Regions from separate parts of the Rattus norvegicus genome. Here region 2 is linked to region 1. The links are chromatin contacts, called in public Hi-C maps. All regions are on one chromosome and are shown on one strand. Each heading gives the region's core, a stretch centred on a gene start, on an enhancer-like site or on the middle of the called end of the contact. The rest is flanking DNA. Distances are from core to core; before and after follow the strand shown. Region 1 overlaps Lama3 (laminin subunit alpha 3). Region 2 overlaps Ttc39c (tetratricopeptide repeat domain 39C).

Region 1 (6,541 bases), core at 2,057-4,556:
GTTTGCGTAGCCTAAACTATCAGCGCCGTGGTGCTGGGCTGACGCTGGAACAAACTGTGTAGATTTTGAAGCATTCCCATTTTGACTTTGGTGTTTGGGGATGCTCAACTTCTTTTCCATTCTGAAGTTCTTGGAGACTAAGGACCAAAAATAGTCTGTAGTCTGGAGGAAACTTACATAACACCGTTGTGTAAGAGAGTCCTTAGGGCCTCTGCTAAGGAGATCCATACAGCTGCTGCTACCTGGCTAAGAGTGGATGACCCTCCAGGGCGAGGTGTTAGAATTCACACTAAAAGCCTTTTGGATGAAGACTCAGGCCCCGGATCCCACAGGGCGTTCTTATCATAGGGAATTTGGTAACAGCAACCACTTAGTCCATGGCCAAGAAACAGTGCTGACCCGGATGAACCAGATCCTGCCCTCTAGAGGGGAATGCTGGTATTGCACAGAGGTGCACTGCCAATCAGAGAGCCACTGCTTCCTCACAGTCTGAGTAGTATAGAGGGGAAATGAAGCAGTTCAGTGTCACAGTCTTGAGTAGAAGATGCTTCCTCTGAAATCTGATGGACACTGAGAAGGTGACACTGGAAGAGGATCCAGCAGAGACAGGGGAGGGAAAAGCCTGGCAATGAGAACGTGCAGGGATAAAGGGTGACCTATGTGGTTAGGGTATGGTCAGTGAGGCATGATGAGAAGCAAAGTGAAGAGGTGTCCAGTGCTTTGAAGCATCTACTGCGGGGTCTGAGTTGTCCCTGGGAACAAAGGGAGTTAGTATGCTCACTGGCAATTGCAGAAGGCTGCCCTGGCTGCACAATGGTAGGTGATCTGTGGGGAAACAGGGAGGACCGCTGCAGGAGAGCGGGGGGGGGAGGACCACTGCAGGAGAGCAGGGGAGGATCACTGAAGGAGAGCAGAGGAGGACCACTGCAGGAGAGCAGGGGAGGACCACTGAAAGAGAGCAGGGGAGGATCACTGAAGGATAGCAGGGGAGGATCACTGAAGGAGAGCAGGAGAGAACCACTGCAGGAGAGCAGGGGAGGATCACTGAAGGAGAGCAGGGGAGGACCCTGCAGGAGAGCAGGGGAGGACCACTGAAGGAGAGTGGGGGAGGACTCTGCAGGAGAGCAGGGGAGGACCACTGAAGGAGAGCAAGGGAGGACCACTGAAGGAGAGCAGGGGAGGACCACTGGAAGAGGGATATGGCTGAGGTTGTGGTATGAGGCAGTTAAGGGGAAATTCCAGGGTTCGATAGGACTGATTGGATGAGGAGGGAGGAGATGACTCCATGTGTGGCTCTCTGGTTCTGGTTGTGATGAAACAAAATCAAGATGCTGACTGGCGTGACTGAGTTTGTCCTGAGTGCTGGGCACTGTGAAATCTCACACTGCTAATAGAAGTCAGCCATCGTCTGCCTCGTGGGTGTGAGGTCTCACAGTGCTTATCTCCCTGTTAGCTCAGGAGGCACCTGAAGCTACTGACACCAAGGGCATCAAGAGTCACTGGGCATCAGAGCGTTCCTCTTTTCAGCCAGGCCTTCTAGTAATCTACCTTTTTCCGTACTCCAGGATAACTTCATATCTCTGAACATAGAAGATGGCAATCTCATGGTGAGATACAAACTAAATTCAGAGCCACCCAAAGAGAAGGGAATTCGAGACACCATCAACGATGGGAAAGATCATTCGGTATGGAGTCTGTTTATTTGAATTTTTAGAAGTCAGTGAACCTTTAAAATGAAATTAGTCCCCCCCCCCATCAAAAATAGGCAAAATGATACACAAACTCTATTACAAGATGAGTTATTGACTGTGGGTGTGCCCTTTACAGTTCTGAACATCTAGCCATGAAATTTAATAAAGATAGAGCATGTGTAAATTATGTAAACCACGATAGATTTCAAATGAGAACATTTCTATTACAGTGAGGCCATTTCTACTATGATGTTCTTAATGCTACCGTGGTCCCAGAGGGTAGCGAGCACAGTTGAGAACCACTGTTTTAGTAACTTGGGGAGATGACTCAGATTGTGCTCAGAGCTTCTCAGAAGCTAAGTAGACAAGCTAGGTGAGGTAGACCTGTTGTCCCTTATATGATACAAAGTCAGGTAGATCCCTGGTGTTCATGGGCCAGCAGTGTCAGCCAGCAAAATACCTCATCTCAAATCAGAGGTCAACGATGGCCAAAAAGCAGTACCTACGGGTGTTTTCTGGGCTCTGTACACACGTGCACACACATGGATGGACGTGGAGAAACACAGACATGTAGACACACACAGATGTTTTAGTATCAAACTTTTACCACACACTGCTACTGGGCAGTCATCTGCCCATGTGTGTAAACAAGTCCACAGGAAAAGGAAGCCGCAGTTACTCTGAGACACTACAAATAGGTTTGTGTTTCCTTGCTGGCTGATTTGTTCCCATTCGTTTCAGATCTTAATCACAATTGGAAAACTACAAAAACGCATGTGGATAAATGTGAACGAACGCAGTGTACGAATCGAAGGGGAAATATTTGATTTCAGCACATATTATTTGGGTGGAATTCCAATTGCAATCAGAGAAAGGTGAGGTGACGTTGTGAGGTTTCTATTGGGGAGGGGAGCCAATGAGCCATCCTGCCAACCTGCTGTGCTGCATTTTTATTAATGTAGAACACCTCTTATGCCGGCAGGGCTTGCTACCAACAAGTCTAGGCTCCCTTGTTTGATATTAGCTCAAACAGTAAACTTTGCAACACTAACAATATAGTCATGAAAGAAAAATAGATTGTAAAAATTGAATAATGGGACTGGCTGTCCAAAATGTGGGAAGTCGGACAAAATGTGTGGCACCTCACTATCCATTCTTGTCACTCTTAGAAGGACAGAAACCACAAAGAATCCAGCTGGGTTGATAAGGGTCAGGAAAACAGAATTTAGGCTGTTGCTTTACCCATTAAAGAAGCCCAGGGACACATGCAGAATAAGAACATCCATGCAGAGTGAAGGGGGAGTGGGGGAAAAGGGGGGAAGAAGGGAGGGAGGGAGGGAGGGAGGGAGGGAGGGGGAGAGAATGGGTTGTCTGTGTGAGAGTTAGCTTCCAAACAAGAGGCTACTCCCCCCCTTTCTAGGTAAGTTTATTTGTTTTCCCTTGTTTTAATTCAAATCACAAGAGTAGAGAAATAAGCCAAGGGGACAGAAGCTGTGAAAATATTTACCTGACCTTTGGTTTCTTCAGAAATGAAATGCTAAGCAATGCTTATCTGGGCTTGGCCTGTCTTGGCTGACTGGTAAGGCATTTGGTCATTCAGTGAGCCCCTGCAACGGTCCCTGATGTGGATCACTGGGACGGTGTGGCTTAGAGGATCTCAACAGGCCTCTGCAGGGACAGCCACACAGCTCTTCCCAAGGAACCCAACTTAGTGGAAGGGCCCTGAGGAGATTTGGGACTGAGACACGGTGGTGCCATGGCTGCGTTGAGCAGCTTTCCTCTGTGGAGTCAGCCTTCTGGGAACGAGGACCCAGATCTTTGAATGACTTGAGATTATAATCAGGGGTCACACATCTGCTAATCCAATCTACAAGTCCTTACTGATAAGGCCAGGGGGCTGACACCAAGCAGGACATCTCCTGGGACAGTGACAGTCAGCCTGGGGTCTGATAGATGCTCAATTTAGCATCACTCTCTCTCTCTCATCTCTGCGGACTCCAGCCAGGGAACTGGATAAGCTTTTGTGGGAAGGTGGGCCCAGGGTATGAGCATCTCCCACACAGGAGGTCATTGACTTAGGAGTACCTGCCCCGACATAATTAGGTTCCTCTAGCAAGTGAGTTCCGATCGTGAGTCCTAGAGAGAATGTGGACGTCTAGACCCTCAGCTGACCTAACACAGTGAGCGTGAACATATCCATAAAAATGCCAGCCCCAGAATTTGAAAGGAACTTTCCTCCTCTCCCAAGGTGCAAGATGTTTTTATAAAGTAATTAAGTCACAGTGCCAAGAAGGCTGTGCTTTTCCTTTTAATGAAATTTAATTTTATGCATGTTCCTTGTAGTTCTGCTGTTTATAATGAATTAGACTAAAGGCAGACACCTTTCCATTTAGATAAATGAAGCGACCTTAGGGATTTATGATGAAATCAGGATTGGATTTTCTTAGTACATCATTTGATTAAGAAACATTAATATTTGCCTCAGTCAGTTAATGCTTTACATGAATCCAGCGCCACACAGATTAGGAAGCGAAGTCAAAGAGGCATGCCAGGGCACCACATAGGGAGATCTGTATAGAAATCATGCGAGGGCTGGCCAAATGGAGCTGTCCATGAAGTGCTCCCTGAACAAGCGTGAGAACCCGAGTTCAGTACTCTAGCACCCATATTAACACAGAGGCTCACAACCACCTGTAAGGGAGTCTGATGCCCCCTTCTGGCCTGCAGATGTATGTGCAGCAGAGAACTCATACAATAAATACAATTTTTAAAAAATTAAAAATAAGTAAAGCTAGGAATGGTAGTATTGTGCCTATAGTCCCAGTGGTAGATGTCGGAGACAAGAGCGTCCCTCAGATTTCCTGGCTAGCCAGTCTAGCTGAGTTATTGAGCCTCAGTTTCAGTGAGAGACCTGATCTCAAAAATGAGGTGGAGAGCAATACAGGAAGAAGACATCCATTGTTAACCTCCGCCCACAAGAGCACATGCGTACAAAACCGTACCCATGAGAACATGTACACACACGTACATGCATGCACCACACAGCCAGACGAGATGGCTGGGATGATGGTAACAGAGTACTAGGTACGGGTAGCACATGCAGAGCAAGGGCTGGCGTAGCCAGCCAGTGTGTATAGACAGCACTGCTGAGTGCAGCGAGCCCTCAGGGTTCCCTAAGCGCCACTTGAGTGTGTTACATATACCAAGTTAGTCACACGGCCCACGCATGGTGCAGAAGCGCAGGTCTGCATTTATACAGAGAGGTAAAGTTGCTTACTGAGGCAGGCGCAGAACTTGAACCCAGACAGCCTAGCTGCAGAGCCCACAGCCCTCACCCACTCCTGAAACTCTTGACACGCCTGTGTGTTCATGCCTGCATCCAACATCCTCCCCAGCTCTTTCCTCACAACGATGGCTTGCTCATGTAGCGTGGTTGGCAGGTAGCAGATGGACTCAAACCTAAGGATTAAATCAGCCCTGTTTTTCAGAATTTAATAAAACTAAAAACTAACCGTTTCTTCTGAGTTCACACGGTGAATAAAAAAATAGGGCCTAAAGGTTTTCAGCACATCCCTGGCTCTCAAATCTCTGAGAATTTGTTTCTACAGCACCTGCAGTTTTCAGCCTATTCATTAGACTCTCTATCCTCTGCGAGGTGCCAGCAAGCCAGTAGCTCAGGGGAGCCCAGCCTCACAGGTCTCCCTTCCACTTCCTATCCTCAGGTTTAACATCTCAACGCCTGCTTTCCAAGGCTGCATGAAGAATCTGAAGAAAACCAGTGGGGTTGTCAGGTTGAATGATACTGTGGGTGTAACCAAGAAGTGCTCAGAAGACTGGAAGGTAAGCAGGATTCAGAACCGTGTGACAGACTACATCCCAGAGGGCTCATGGTACTGTGCAGAGCTGGCTTCATGCACTGAATGTGTAAAGATTACCAGCTCTACACACAAAACCTTACAGATGCTCAGTTACTGATTGTGTGGCCGAGCACAGAGGGGGTCGGTCTGAGCGGCACTAATGGTGGCCGTCATTTCCAGGGAAGGGGTGTAGTTCGAGAGTTCATCCAGGCATTCCTGGGCATCCAGGAAGTGAGTATAGTGCCAGTCACTTCCATGCTTGCCTTTCAGCTTGTGCGAACCGCCTCGTTCTCCAGAGGAGGGCAGATGAGCTTTACAAACTTGGACGTGCCCTCGACTGACCGCTTCCAGCTCTCCTTTGGGTTTCAGACCTTTCAACCCAGTGGCACACTACTCAATCATCAGACGCGGGTAAGGCATGGTGTGCAGTGTGCTCACGGCAAGACAAAAGCCTGGCTCCACACTTTCTGCCAAAAGCAGCAGAGAGATTTTGAAGGATGAGGAGTTGGGCATTTTATCTGCCATCACAGTTCTGGCACGAGCAATTCTCCACCTGAGGAGATCCTGAGAGAAATCTGGCTAGATGGCACATAATCTGTAGAGTTCGGTTTGTGTGCATTGAGCAACCCTTTCCATTCTTTACAGACACGTGTTAACACGAATTATAACAGCTATAGGTGATAATGTGGTTAGGAAAAGATTAAGATTTCTCCTTACTATTTCTTTTTGATTACATCTTCCAGAGAAGGTTCTTCAGATTCCTTTACTGTAGCAGTTACTGCAGAGATAATATTTATCCTGGGAGAATTAGAGTAAACAGGGTCTTGTGCTCTCTCTTCACATGCAGTAGACCCTCAGACATTCTCTCTTGCACTGGGAGGTAGGCTTGACAAGTCAAGTGCTCACTGTGTAAATCAGAGTTGGTGTTTGGATCCCCTGTGCCCATGTGAAAGCCAGTGAGCATGGCAGCCTCCCTATAATCTCAGGTCAGGG
Region 2 (6,541 bases), core at 1,763-4,262, 130 kb after region 1:
GGTGACTTTGCCATTCCGTTTAGAAACACTCATGTGACGAAGGCCAGCATTGAAAATATAACTTGACTTCTTGCTTGTTTTACTTACATCTCTTAAATTTCAGGTGTGATCTCTGACTTAGCGGTCGTTTCTTGCTGTAGGATGTATTCCAACGACTTGATGGATATGTAGGATTCTCTCATCCTCCCGTATCAGTTAGACACCGTAAAGGATGCACCCTGCTGTCAGTTCCCTGAGCACAGAGGGCTGTAAAATGGCCTTTCAGGATTTGCTGTGTGGAATGTAATATACACGAATATCTTTCGTTTTACATTAAATAAAAATTTATATTATCTAAAAAAAGATGAATCCCTTACTAGGTTTTTTCCTTTGATTTTTAAATATTTTTCATAAATTCCATTTTGATCTTCACAATATGAGGTTAAATTACAATGTTCTCTAGGACTACAGATCATTGGCAGAGTGGAGGGAGGGGAGCATGGACCCCGAGCCTCTGGTATGACTTGGTTTTGGCTTTGAGTGGCTCCCAGGCTTCACAGTTCCTGTGGGAAATAATTCTGTCCCAGTGGAGCTACCCGTGCAGCTATTTGGAGGCTGTGCTCTCTTTGAATATGATTTATGACATTCTCTTCTCAACACAGGTTGATGCCCGGAAATCCACCCCCTCCATGGTCGATCGACTTCAGAGGCAAATCATTATTGCCGACTGCCAGGTGTACTTGGCCGTGCTGTCCTTTGTGAAACAAGAATTGTCGGGTGAGTGGACACAGTTTGTAGTGACACTCGCTGGTCCGCAGTGAGTGGACACAGTTTGTAGTGACACTCGCTGGTCTGCAGTGAGTGGACACAGTTCTTAGTGACACTCACTGGTCCGTGGTGAGTGGACACAGTTCTTAGTGACACTCGCTGGTCCGCGGTGAGTGGACACAGTTTGTAGTGACACTCACTGGTCCGTGGTGAGTGGACACAGTTCGTAGTGACACTCGCTGGTCCGTGAGCACATCAGTGTTCCTCTTTTCTTTTTTCTGTTACTTAGACTTTGAAGACTAAGCCCGCAGTGGCAGTGCTTTTGGGGGTCATTGCTGATTTATTACTTACGACATGGAAACCTGGGTGCTTAATGTGTGCACAGCAGAGTCGTCTCGTCCTGAAGTCTGCTGTACAGTCAGTCTTTCTTAGAGAAATCGCTGATGTTGTTGATGTGAAGGAGCTGTTAGTGCCCATCAGGTTGTACATACTATTCTTCAGAATGAAATCAAACTGCTTTGGATTTCAGATTCTTGGGAAATTGTTTTGAGCTCCTGCAGTGTCAACTGTATCAAAAGGGACTCTGCACTGTGCTTGAGAGCCTGGTGTCAGAGTGACCAAGGGTGCACTACACTGTCACTGTCTAACGAGGGGTGCGCACTATACTGTCACTGTCTAATGAGGGTTGCGCACTACACTGTCACTGTCTAACGAGGGGTGCGCACTACACTGTCACTGGTCTAACAAGCACTTACCCTGTGCGTCATTGTTCTGCCCAGAGAACTTTTCTCCAGCCTTTTGCTTCTTTCATTTTTGGCTAAAATGAGTTCAAATGTGTCTGCATAGCAGGCTGCGAGACTCAGTCTCTGATCTGGCGATGTCTCTTGGATCCTGACAGCAGGAACCTGCCACTTGGCTAGACAGGATGTACAAAGTCATACTCAGAAACACATTTCCTCTCAAGCCCTAAATGACAAGGACATTTTTCCTGTGAAATATACCGGAAGTCCTTTTCTTCCTTTCTTCTGTTTCCATTTCTGTTTTGATGCTGCTTCTGTTGAAAGGAAATTTTACTGTTATTTTGACGCCTAACGTTTGAACTTGCAAACACTCATCTTTTATGATGTGTTTTCACTGTTTGCTCCAGTCCCTCCCCCAACCCCCAGCCTCTGGTCTCCTCCCCTCAGCAGTTCCTAACAGGACAGCTCTGATGTGTTGAGGGATCAAGATGAAGCTCTTCTGTAAGGCAGTACAGAGGAAGTGTTCCCGCCCACCCCAGGCCTGCCAATCAAACTGTGCATGATGATACTGAGGGGCTACTTCAGGCAGGAGGAGAGAGTTCTTCATCTTCTGTTGTTTTGGCATTCTTTTTTTGATGCTCAAGTTCTTGTGAGGAACTCAGGTTAGCCACTAAGAAAATGCTTCTTGAGCTGGAGAGATGGCTCAGCAGTTAAGAGCGCTGACTGCTCTACCACAGGTCCTGAGTTCAATTCCCAGCAACCACATGGTGGCTCACAACCATCTGTAATGGGATCCAGTGCCCTCTTCTGGTGTGTCTGAAGACAGCTACAGTGTAGTCATATCCATAAAACAAATAAGTAAATATTTAAGGAAGGAAGGAATGAAGGAAGGGAGGGAAGGAGGGAGAGAGGGAGGGAGGGAGGGAGGGAAGGAAGGAAAAGAAAAGAAAATGCCTCTTGTCAGGCATGATGGCCACACCTTTAACTCCAGCACTCTGGGGGCAGAGGCAGGCAGATCTCTGTGACGTCCAGATCCATCTGGATTAATGCCAGGACAACTAGGGCTACAGATAATGAGAGCCTGTCTCAAAAAGTTTTTAAAAAGGTAAAAAGAAAATGTGTGTTGATGTACAAATCCTAGCTACTTGGTGGCTGGCTTCACCGGGAGCACCCTGTGAGCCCAGGAGTTCAGGATCAACCCCTGCAGTAAAAGAGTACCCCTCTCTCTGTCCTCCCCGTCCCCACCCAATTTTATTTTATTTTTATTTCTGTGTGTCTGGGTGTGGTTATGCACATGTTGAGTGAAGGTGCACTCAGAACCAGAAGGGGTACCAGGTCCCCCAGGGCTGGAGTTAGATGTGCGGTGAGGCCTGGGGTACCGGGTGCCGGGTGCTGGGTGCCGGGTGCCGGGTGCCGGGTGCCGGTGCCGGTGCTGGTGCTGAGCTGTCTTTTGAAAGTGCAGTACTCATTCTTAGTCACCAGGGCTTCTCTCCAGCCCTGAGATCCTGCCTCATAACGACTGGAGATTACTCATTAAAAGGGAAGGGTCAAACAGACGCAGGGAGGTGTTAGCACATAGCCATGTCTACTGCTGTATTCTTAGCATTACGAATGCTCAACTGGTTTTCTCTCCTTCCCAGGGAGGCAACCACATCTTCCTACTTTGTCACTGAGTTCTGCTGTGACATTTTCTCTGTCGCTCAGTCTGGTTGCTTGTGCCACCACCTCCTTGTAGCCTCGCAGGACAGGTTTCTCAGACCTTCCCTGACATGCTCCCTGGGGCCAGTGTCACTAGCCCCATTGACCTACGTACACTTCAAACACTTAGCTGGCCTGTGTCACCCCCAGGATAGAGCCAATCCCTGTCAGGGGTGGCAGGTCAGACCTGCCTCCTCCTGGCATTCCTCAAGGTTCTTTGAAAAGGCTTGGAAGCTTGTACCCTAGTTCACACTGCCCCGTCTAGAAACACCTCAGCCCCTTTGGGTTCCTCTCGTGCCCAGTCAGGTATGCCCCAGGCCTTTCTCTTTCCTTGTGGGTCTCATGGTGGCCTGGGGGGTGAGCAGTAGGTACCCTCTTGGGGCCAGGTGAGCAGCTGCCACCCCGCGATCTGCGTGCTCATTTCTGAAGCTGCCTTCGTGTCAGACATAAGACTGGGTAGGAACTGATAGTGCTCCTGCCCATGCGTTCTGCTCTTCTTTGGTGTCTGGCCTTCTGGGATGACAGGTACTGATGGCCAGAGATGAAGGAGGGTGGGGTTTAGCCTGAGGAAATTCATGGTGACTGGGGTAGGGGTAGGGATGGGGGTGAGTAGGTGAGTCCTCAGGAAGCCTGGGACCAGCAGACAGGGTTACAGAGGTAACACCAGGCACAGGAGGTTCTGACACAAGGGGAAGGCCAGGCAAGGGTCTCTGGTCCTGTCCCTCTGTGGTTATAAAGAATGAGGCAGATGGGGATCAGGGCTCTGTGCTAGCCTCTAATCCAGCATTTTGGAGGCTCAGGTAGAAGCTAGGTCAGGGCCATAGCACAAGGCTGCTCAAAACCAAAACAAATGAAACAAAACAACAACCGCAAATTGGTCCATTTCCTGTCTGTCTCTGATGCATGATTGGTGCCGCTGCCCAGCATGGGTCAGCGTGCATTCTGTGAATGAAAGAGAGGAACAGAGGAGGAGGATGCCACTCAGGAAATAAGTTGCCAGTGGAACAGTGAGTCTATTAGAAGTCTCCTGTCTGAGTGTGAATTCACCGGGGGAGGTGGGCTGGCTGGTGACAACTAAGTTGCCTATTGTGGGGCCAGGAATATAAGTCAGGGTAAAGTGCTTGCCGTACAAGCTTGAGGACTGAAGTTCTATCCCCCAGAACCCTCATATAACACTGGGCATCTGGGCATGGGGGCTGTGATAGGCTGTGATAATGTTCCTTCCTCCCAGCTGTGATGGGAAGGTAGAATGGGTAGACTTCTGAGGCCCACTGGCCACCCAGTCTCATCTACTCAGTGAGCTCCAGACTCTTTCCAAGGAGGTAGACAACAGTCCTGAGAAACAATACCAAGGGTGTCGCCTGGCCTTCATGAATGCATACCTGCTCACACCCCACACAACCATGTAGACACTAGATATGCACATAAATGCATGCACATGTGCGCATATGCACACACTTTTCCATATTTTCTTCAAACTCTGTTACCTGGGTCTCAAGAAGGATGAGGGTGACTGTGACTGACCCTTCATTGAGGGGCTTCCCGGCCTCCTTAGGACACATGACTAGGTGAGGCCTAAGGCAGATGCTCTCGCCATGAAAGATGGGTGCTTTTGTTTTCTCAGGATTCCCACTCCTGTGTGTGGTGGGATATCCTGAGGCCCCTCCCTATTTCCCTGCTGATTGATGCTTGGCCCTCATAGGGTAGGACAAATGCTCTGTGGTTTCCTGCTCTTTCTGTCTTCTCCTCTGGCCCAAAGACTTCACAGTGGCTGAATGCTATATAGCTGATCGTTCAGAGGACCTGGCAGAAGGCCATGCTATGTGCACACGTAACCTTTGCTTTGTTGACTGAGTTCTGTGTGGATGGGAACGGATAGATGTTCATTGGCTGCCATTGCTCCTGCTTCTCTCCTGCTCCTTTGCTGATCTAGATCATTCCAATTCATCTTTCTGAGCCTGTCCCCTCCCTCCCAAGTTTCTGTAGCTGGTCGGCTTTTCTCTTGACTGGACTTGAACCCATGGCTCGAAGTGTCTCCCACTGTACTCTGCCTCTGCCCTGGCTTTGTCACACACCTGTTCCCTCTTCCCTGCTGTCTCCACGTCGTAAATCAAGATTCTGTTCCCTTTGATAAGGAAAATGCGAGGTAAAACAGAGCTGTGTGTTCCTTTCTCAATTTCCAGATGAGGATGGAGGGAGGAAGGAGGAAGGATTTTACTTGTTACATGGGGTGGGGGGAATGCTGAGGAAATAAAGCAGAGGATTCCACCCCTAAGCTCAGGATTTGCGTCTGAGTGAGAGAGCATATCCCTGCAATAAGTGCTGTTAAGTGGAACAAGGCGTTGCAAGCATTAGTTCCATAATGTGACATTTAGCCAGGCCTTGGATATTGTGTTTGTCATTACGTTTATTCATTTGGTTCATGCAAGGAGTGGGGAAATGCATGGCCCAGTGCCTGTGGGATCAAAGGAGAGCATGTAAAGGAGAGCATGTAAAGGAGAGCATGTAAAGGAGAGCATGTAAAGGAGAGCATGTAAAGGAGAGCATGTAAAGGAGAGCATGTAAAGGAGAGCATGTAAAGGAGAGCATGTAGGATTCAGCACTCCTTCCCACCAAGTGGGTCGCTGGGATCAGACCCAGGTCCTCAGGCTCAGGGCAGGAGCCCTTCCTCCCCTCCCCTGCCTTCCCTCCCCTCCCCTCCCCTCTTCTCTCTCCTCTTTTCTCTTCCTTCCCTATATATTTCTTCCCTCCCTCCCTCCCTCCCTCTTGAAGAGTTTGCACCATCAGCAGTAGCAGAGCCCCGCACAGTTCTTACCTGTGGCCATGCTCAGGACCCTGCCTGGAGCTAGGAAGCATGTGGTTGGTTCCGAGGAGCAGGTGAAGCTCAGCGATAGCCAATAGCAGTACGTTTGCACGCTCTTGTCTGCTCTTTTCTTCTTTGCAGCTTCTTGCCAGCCGTCCTGTACTGTGGTGTGAATGCAAAGCTATTGCTGCGTTTTGAATCCCTCTCTCCCCTTCTCTTCACAGCCTACATAAAAGGTGGGTGGATCCTTAGGAAGGCCTGGAAGATTTACAATAAATGCTATGTGGACATCAACGCCCTTCAGGAGCTGCATCAGAAGACGCTGACAGAAGAGCCCTTGTCTTCTGATGCTGCGAATGATAACCACATTGTGGCGGAAGGGGTGACTGAGGAGGCCCTAAGCAGACTGAAAGGTGCTGTGAGCTTTGGATATGGCCTTTTTCACCTTTGCATATCCATGGTGCCCCCAAACCTGCTCAAAATCATCAACCTGCTGGGCTTTCCTGGAGACCGCCTACAGGGCCTTTCTTCACTGACGTATGCGAGCGAAAGT

The links. A called contact is a pair of places that touch in the nucleus more often than the background predicts.
Region 2: a Hi-C map of liver shows a contact between it and region 1, with 2.5 times the contacts expected there. The contact joins two enhancer-like sites. A contact is called at or near these places in 3 of 12 Hi-C or Micro-C datasets (hepatocytes, kidney and liver).

What each region holds. Positions count from the first base shown.
Region 1 is chr18:3,992,010-3,998,550 of GRCr8, forward strand. Lama3 (laminin subunit alpha 3) reads left to right here. Exons shown (of 75, transcript NM_001393748.1): 61 at 1,566-1,685; 62 at 2,433-2,566; 63 at 5,414-5,531; 64 at 5,819-5,959. All of the region lies in intron 2 of LOC120098331 (a long non-coding RNA gene), which reads right to left. Among named protein-coding and RNA genes, the nearest start is that of Ttc39c, 85 kb to the right of the region's middle. Within about 2 kb of position 3,307, at least 2 of the 93 cell types and tissues checked have an H3K27ac peak or open chromatin away from gene starts, as enhancers often do. A contact at or near this core is called in liver, where this site is marked.
Region 2 is chr18:4,121,294-4,127,834 of GRCr8, forward strand. Ttc39c (tetratricopeptide repeat domain 39C) reads left to right here. Exons shown (of 14, transcript NM_001415714.1): 4 at 642-756; 5 at 6,213-6,541. Among named protein-coding and RNA genes, the nearest start is that of Cabyr, 42 kb to the right of the region's middle. Within about 2 kb of position 3,013, at least 3 of the 93 cell types and tissues checked have an H3K27ac peak or open chromatin away from gene starts, as enhancers often do. A contact at or near this core is called in liver, where this site is marked.